Linked DNA regions of Triticum aestivum: region 1 is linked to region 2. The links are chromatin contacts, called in public Hi-C maps. All regions are on one chromosome and are shown on one strand. The core of a region is the stretch at or near the end of the contact, and the rest is flanking DNA. Distances in the headings are between cores, read along the strand shown.

The links. A called contact is a pair of places that touch in the nucleus more often than the background predicts.
Region 1: a contact with region 2 is called in a Hi-C map of leaf, with 4 times the contacts expected there. The contact joins the promoter of LOC123056153 here to the promoter of LOC123146583 in region 2. A contact is called at or near these places in 3 of 5 Hi-C or Micro-C datasets (leaf and an unstated tissue).

The regions. Positions count from the first base shown.
Region 1 is chr1A:456,774,959-456,778,555 of IWGSC CS RefSeq v2.1, forward strand. LOC123056153 (guanosine nucleotide diphosphate dissociation inhibitor 1) reads left to right here and starts at 1,648. Exons shown (of 13, transcript XM_044479866.1): 1 at 1,648-1,948; 2 at 2,623-2,685; 3 at 2,893-2,976. The coding sequence starts at 1,862.
Region 2 is chr1A:456,288,814-456,292,570 of IWGSC CS RefSeq v2.1, forward strand. It overlaps LOC123146583, which reads left to right and starts at 2,047. Exons shown (of 1, transcript XM_044566097.1): 1 at 2,047-2,790. The coding sequence starts at 2,145. The coding sequence ends at 2,480.

The DNA of each region.
Region 1 (3,597 bases), core at 398-2,897, 490 kb after region 2:
CTTCTGCTATTTTCCAAAGGTGTCTGCTTGTTCCTCTTGGGCTCCTGTTTCGAAGAAGGGCTAATAGGCACCACCGAGGCCGAGGTGCTTGTCTCGTTCTCAACCAGCATAATAGTTTTGGCCACATCGTTTCCATCCTCATGACGAGCTGCTCCCCTCTTCCTACTAAGCCCAGCTTCACCCATATCTGCATCCTCATCCGGCATGAATTTGTTGTTGTCATCCCTCTTGTCATCAGCAGAGTCGGCCGCCGTTGCGCCCGCCTCTGCGTCCGCCTCTACGGCCTCGACCAGCCCCGGGACCTTGGCCCGTACGCATAACCCATGCAGCTCGCAATTCTTTGAAGATCAGTGCTGATGGTGGATGAACCCGATCTCCATGCTCTTTAAACAAATGCCCCAGATGTCCGCACACAGCACACCAGTCCGAAAGCTTTTCATATTTCACTCTATATATCTGCCGCTTCCCCTCCCTGATCATGGAAACTGCATTCTTCAGAGGTTTCGTCACATTTATCCGAACCCAGACACGGTGAAAATTTCCCGTGAAGTCCGGTGATTGGGGTTCTGCAAAGAGAACTTCACCGACCTTTGATGCAAGGGAAGGCACCAGATGGGCGTAAAGAGACGGCACATCGTGCACTTGCACCCATATCTCTATTGTATCAAGTGGTACTGTCGTTGGTTTCGCTATACCATCATAGGGTTTAAGGATGACTGCATCCCCCCTGAAGTGCCATGGACCATCTTGGTAACCGTCTCCCAATCCCCAAGACAAGAGAATTGGACTGTGTAAAGATTGTTCTCCAAGGGCTTGAACTTCACCTCTTGGGCCAGATCCCATGCCGCCCTCATATTCTTGAAAAACCAGTACTGACTACAAGTTTTGGTGCAATGAACCCTAGCGAGTGCCATCCATCGAGCAGCCTCAGGCGGTGCAGCTTCCTCATCAAAGACCACATCATCTAGATCCTCCTCTCGAAGGCCTAGTTCCTTCATCATTGATTCCATCTCATCGATCTCCTGCGCCCCCGTGGAAGCAGCGCCCGCAGATGTGCTTGAAGCCATCTCGAAAACCTAGCCCGATCGAAAAGTTTCGGGCCTTGTGGGGAAACCCTAATTCCTCTCCTCCACCCGTACCGACCAGGACCTTGGTCGTCCCAAGGGACTCCCCTGATCGCAAGCAGCTCCGGGAGGAATCAATGAAGAGGTAGGGGATGCAGATCTCGACGGCGGCGAAAAATCGCCCCGGGAGGACTATAAACCCTAACTAGAGGGAAATCTTTGGAGGTGTGAGTACACCTACCAAACTATGTGTAGAATATTGTTTTTATCCTGTATTTATTCAGCCATGCCCAACTGAGTCGCAGCTTACCAAAAGCGAACCTGGTTAGTGATTTGGATTTCAAATGTAAATCGGCCTAGCCCAGAAAGAGTCGCCAGACTACAGAACAGCTAGCCCAGAAACCCGGCCCACGTGCGTTACCTCTGCGGCGTGCCGTCATGTGCTCGACCGACCACTCCGCCCACGCACTCACGCCCCACGCTCCGCGTGGCCAAAAGCAAAAAAAAAAACCTAAAAAAAATCTCAATAGATAAAGGCACCCGTACGCGCAAATAGAGCATCGCCCCAGGGACCTGCACGCATAACCGCCGTGCCGTGTTTCTGGGGATCGACATCGCACGCACGCACCTGGCACCTCCCTCCCCGAATCCATCCATCCCACCGCTCTTTTAGCAGCTGCCCCCGTTGCTTGCGTCCAACTCAACCCCACTCCTCCGCCTCCCCCCTCTCCCATCTGCTGCCGCTGCTCTGCTCTGCTCTGCTCGCCCCTACCCGCGATCGCCGCGGCCAGCCCGCCATGGACGAGGAGTACGACGTGATCGTGCTGGGCACGGGGCTCAAGGAGTGCATCCTCAGCGGCCTCCTCTCCGTCGACGGCCTCAAGGTGAAGCCCGCCTCCTCCCCCCTACCGATCGATCTGTGCCTTTCCCCGTTCCAGCTGCCTGCCGTGACGCCGCTCAGTCAGCTCCCGTGCGCGTGTTTTCCGACGGAGCCCGCGCGCTCGGCGCGCGGGCGGGGTGGTTGCTGCTGCTTCCAGGTAGTAGATCGGGCGATGGTAGTGGCGCCCGGCTTGATCCGGACCTGATTTCAGCAGATGGGCGATTGTTTTCGCTGCCACGCAGTGTCCCTCTGTTGTTCGTGGTAGGAACTGTTGCGAAACTTGGCCGGTCGTTCGACTTGGGGGAGGCAGCCTGTAGTGATGTGGAGGTGGGGACGCTGGGGCGTGGCTGAATCGGAAGGTAAACTGCAGTGACGGCATCTCGCTCAGTTTATGCTAGTAGATGTGATCCATGCTTGTAAGGCGCCGGTATGAGTTTTGCAACGCTGGGGCACAGCAGTTAGGGAGGAAAAAGGTAGGGCGTGGTTTGAGTTGTTGTGGCATGACATGCTTACCCATTTTGGAAGCATGATCTTTTATGGTGTATTAATTGGGTGAGATGCTGCTGATCCAAAAGTGGTGGGATGCTCGATACATGTTGTAGTCTGAAGGGGTGCAAAAATGGCGATATTGCTAAATGTGTTCTAAGGATCCTCCTTTGCTTTTTTTTTTTTTTGCAGGTTTTGCACATGGATAGAAATGACTACTATGGAGGAGATTCCACCTCCCTCAACTTGAACCAGGCAAGCAGCTATATGTCTCTATCGAGTGGTTTAAGTTAAGATCGCAACTACCTAGAATGAGGTTATAATTGTATCAATGGGTACTTCTTGAAAATATATGTATATAAACAAAAGTTACTCTGTTTGTTTTGTTAGTTGATATGATTGATTTAGTCTTGTAGTTGTTTTTAGTTATACCTCTTTAATGTTTGTATATGTTGTCGACAGCTCTGGAAGAAGTTCAGGGGGGAAGAAAAACCACCGGCGCATTTAGGTGCGAGCAGAGACTACAATGTAGACATGGTTCCAAAGGTGTGACATGCCCCTTTTGATTAAATCCATCTTTCTGTATGCAGCAAATATTAACTGAGTATACAATAAATGTACTCTTTTCATTGCAAAAATATTTACTAACTTATTTGTGGCAGTCAAGTGATTTAGCAATAAGGAAAACAGTTGGTGTATGATCAGTAAATAGTCTTCCAAACATGGTTACCGGAGTTGTGTAACACCCTTTGAAACCTGTCGGTTGGAAATAGATGACAATCAGTAAGGATTTGGTGTCCGATTCGTAGATGGGTGCCAAACTGCCAAACCAATGAAATCAAGATAAATTAGAAGATGGGAGGATATGATTTCTTCCAGCTGCCATCCGCCACTAATACCATTCTTAGGAGCAGTGACAGGGAGGATGGGGCTGTGGCCTGTAGCCTGCAGCCTTGAGACATTGACCACCTGGGTCTGGTGAGGATGGAGGGTTGGAGACTTTCTTTAACCATATCGTCTTTTAGATGGAAAGGCGGCGCTGGTACAGCAGAGCGCTAGGGAGATAGGTTACGGTACTATGTTTCTTTAGAAGTTTCCGTCGCTACCTTAGGGTTCACTTCCTAACTAGTTTGTCCGCGAATGGGGATGTTCTCTAGTAAAACCCTT
Region 2 (3,757 bases), core at 797-3,296:
GAGTTTCATGAGCGCAAGAAGTTTCCACCCTACCATTTGTGAGCACGCGCGGGTGGGTCTCCATTTCCAAGCGGTGGAGGGTAATCCAACTAGAGTGCAACAAGTTTTGTTCCACCCTTGAGAGCGTCAAGACTCGCCCCGTGAGCGGCATCGGCGTGCAAGACATGGTATGATAGCAAGCAAGTCGGCCTCTTTTGTGCCATCAAGATCATTTTTTTACGTCTTCATTTGCTATCACTTGCCCATATGCTTGCATGGAAACATTTTGTAGGCATTTCAAGCTTTGGAGGCATTCAAGGTTCAACACAATGGCAAGTGCTTCAACCTCTCCCATTGCTATCGTGTCATCAAGGACGAAGAGAAGTTCAAGGCACAATATGCCGCGCTCAAGGCACGTGGGGGGAAGGGCGCCGTGGAGGATGTTGGGGAGGGCGAGCCGGCACGACCGCGGGGGAAGACCAACTCCAAGAAGGAGGACAAGCGAGATGCGGCCACCAACGCCTTGATCGCAAGCGTGGACGGCATGATGAATAAGAAGGACTCAAGGGAGGAGGAGTGCCGGCGTTTCAAAGAAGAGCAAATGAGCGCTTTCATGGAGATCCAAAGGAGGAGGCTTGAGCTTCACGCCGAGAAGCAAGCCAAGATGTTCGAGCTCGAGGCCGAGAAGCAAGCGAAGATGCTAGAGATCGAGGCCGCCAACGCCAAGACAAAGGCGAAAGAAGTGGCTCTTGCAAGCATGATGACCGGGGTGGAGATCATGAAGGTGGATCTCAACGCCTTGTCGCCAAGGAAAAGGCCGTGGTTCGAGAAGATGCAGGCCGACATGCTCAAGTTTCAGGACGACTGATCTTGGCGTCGAGGGCCATCTTTTTGTATGCCGGCAGGTGTGCCGGCATGACCACGGGAGCCGCGGTGGCGTGGTCGAACTCCAAGTCCCACCATTTTTTGCATGCTGGCATGTGTGCCGGCCGGCTGGCGAGCGAGTGCGCCAGCAGGAGCTATGGTATTTTCTAAAACCGACATTGTATGCCGGTGCTGGCATAGTGCCGGCATGAGACATGGCCGCTGGCATGATCGGCCGCGAGCCTTTTTTAATTCAAAAGTTGAATGTGGACATGAAATGGGTCGGCGCGTTGGGCACATTGCCGACCCAAATATAAAACTGGGCGGACGCCGAACAGGCGGCTGACCCAAATGGACAAAAAGCGGACAAATACGCCGTCTATTTGGATCGCCCCATTGGAGTTGCTCTTAGCATCTGGCACCACCGGTCGGGTAAGAATATACCGTCAGCATCTGTAACCCTTCAACCATGAAACATTCTTTCCGTCCACCATGTGCAGTATACTTTCAGTTGACGACCAGTTCGTTTTGTAATGGTAGGCGGCTAACCAGCTAATCAAGGGGGAAGAAGGGGGGTCACTGCTTATAGTGCGCTGTAACCTGCCACGGCAAGCAACGGACATGTTATCGGCCAATCCCAAGACGTCATCTGAAAGCAAAAGTCGTCCGTCCAAATTCCTACCCCGGACGAAACTTTCAGCAGCTGCTATACCTAAGAAGCCACAGCCATTAGAAAACGTGTATATCGCCAAATCGCAACATCATCGAACCGTAAAATAACCCAGAGGCAAGGCGTCGCACGCAAAAGACTCGGGCTTCGCTCGCGATGTGTTGATGTGATGTGACGACAGATAACGCTGTGTATTAGGATAGGATTGAATTTGCCATTAGCGTTGGTTGTGAGAAGGCGACACGTGCGTATTTTAGCCTATTTTAGGAGATCATTCATTGGAAAAAAATAGCATGCAACTGACGGTCTTGATCGACGCAGAAATGCTATGTATGTGATCTGCGCCGTCCGCCTGAATTGATGACCTTCTATTTCTTTCCCTCCAATTGGCGTGCAAGGTGCAAGTGCAACTACTACTAATTGCTTACCATTTCAATCCGCGTGGGACACCCTAAAAAAAAAACCGCGTGGGACTGAGGATGGAGGAGCTCGGTCGGTCGGTATAAAATGGCCCACCCAACCAATCTCCCGGCCCCGAGAGCCGAGAGGCTGAGAGGTCAAGAGTAGGCTGAACCGAACCCGCCCACACACACCCATCGTTCCTCACCAACCCCTCTCACCTCTCGCGATCATGGGCAGCTCACGGGTGGAAGGCCTCATCCCCTTCATCTACAAGGCCATCAAGGAGCACCGCCGGAGCGGCAGCCGGGCCGCCGCCTACCGGGGCGCGGACGTGGAGGACGACGTGGACCTCGGCGACACGGACCAGAGGCGGCGCTGGCTGGAGCAGGAGCTGCGGTCGCCGCTCCGCGCCGCCGCCGCCCCGGCGTCGGCGCAGGCGCACGGGCGGAACCGGTCGCTGGAGGAGCTGGCCGGCCAGGTGGGGCTCTCGCCGGGCCGGCGGATGCCGTTGCCCAAGGCCAGGAGCGTCCGCGCCTTCGCCTGCATCGGCGCCGGCGCCGCGTGACGGCCGAACACGTACGCCGTAGTCCGGTAGATGCGTACTTTTGGTTCATGCTTTGTGGGTCAAGTGCAATAGTGTAAGTTTTGGTTGAAGCTGTGCATACGTACGAGTGATTCGTTATATGACTGGAGTTGGAGATTGCAAACCAACAGATACTTCTCGTTTCAATTTTGCTTCACAAATCCTCGTGTTATTCTTATAGCCACCACCTAGCTTGATAGATTGCTGAGAAAGGTTTATCTTTTCTGTTGGTTTATTTTTAGTTTTCCAGAAAACGTTGGTTCCAACCAAAATATATTGCTGGATCGTTGTTGCTTTTTCTTACACTTATGATGAAATCTATGTAAGAATAATAATCATTTAAAAGAATGATACGGACCATGGCATAACAAGCGAATATCAGACCTAATTAATTAGCTTCTTCTTCGGCACGTCCACCCGTGATCCTCCACAAGCCTGGATTATGAATTTATTCGTGTGATTCTCATGTACGTAGTACAGATATTGCGAGGGTGCACACAGCACACAAAACATGAAGAGATTTTCCAGTTTATCTTTCTTTATGTTTCTTTTTTGAGAAATATTTCCTTTTTCTTTATATTTCAGAAGATTCTTTTTCTTTATATAGCCTTTTTTTTTGAGAATTTTTCTTTATATAGCCGTTCCGGTGGGGTGTATGCCCCCGACAAGCCCATGAGGCTGTAACATCGGCCCACTTTCTTCATTATCAAGAAAATGCCTAACGAGGCCAACGGGTGAGGCAAATGTAACGGAAAATGTATGGTAAACGATTTTGTCTAAAAAAAAGGTATGGTAAACAATTAAGTACGCCCGATCGGCCAGGCTTTCGGCTGGTTGCTCTCTCTTTCCTTATCCTTTTTCTCTCTCGACAGAGAACACTGCACATCTCACACCCCCTCCCCCCTTGCGGTCCTCTCCATAGCCGCACCCAACCATGCGCCTCTCTCCTACCACTCATATTTGCCGATGGTGTGCGAGAGGCAGACCGTCGTTGGATTCAAGGTCCTCGCACCCGAGGAGCGAAGGGATGCTGCAAACGCTCGACCGCCGCCACCCCCTATGCTGTTGAGAGTGCCGTTGCGAGGCCATGGCGAGTTGCGAGGCGAGCGACAGGAGGGCTGTAACAAGCGTGGCGACCTGCTGCAACCCCGGTGCGATGGCGTGCTGGAATCGGCCATCATTGATGCTGGAACCAACCATCGTCGGTGCTACAACCGACGGCCAGTGAGCTGCAATTGACATCGGGCGGTGCTACAACC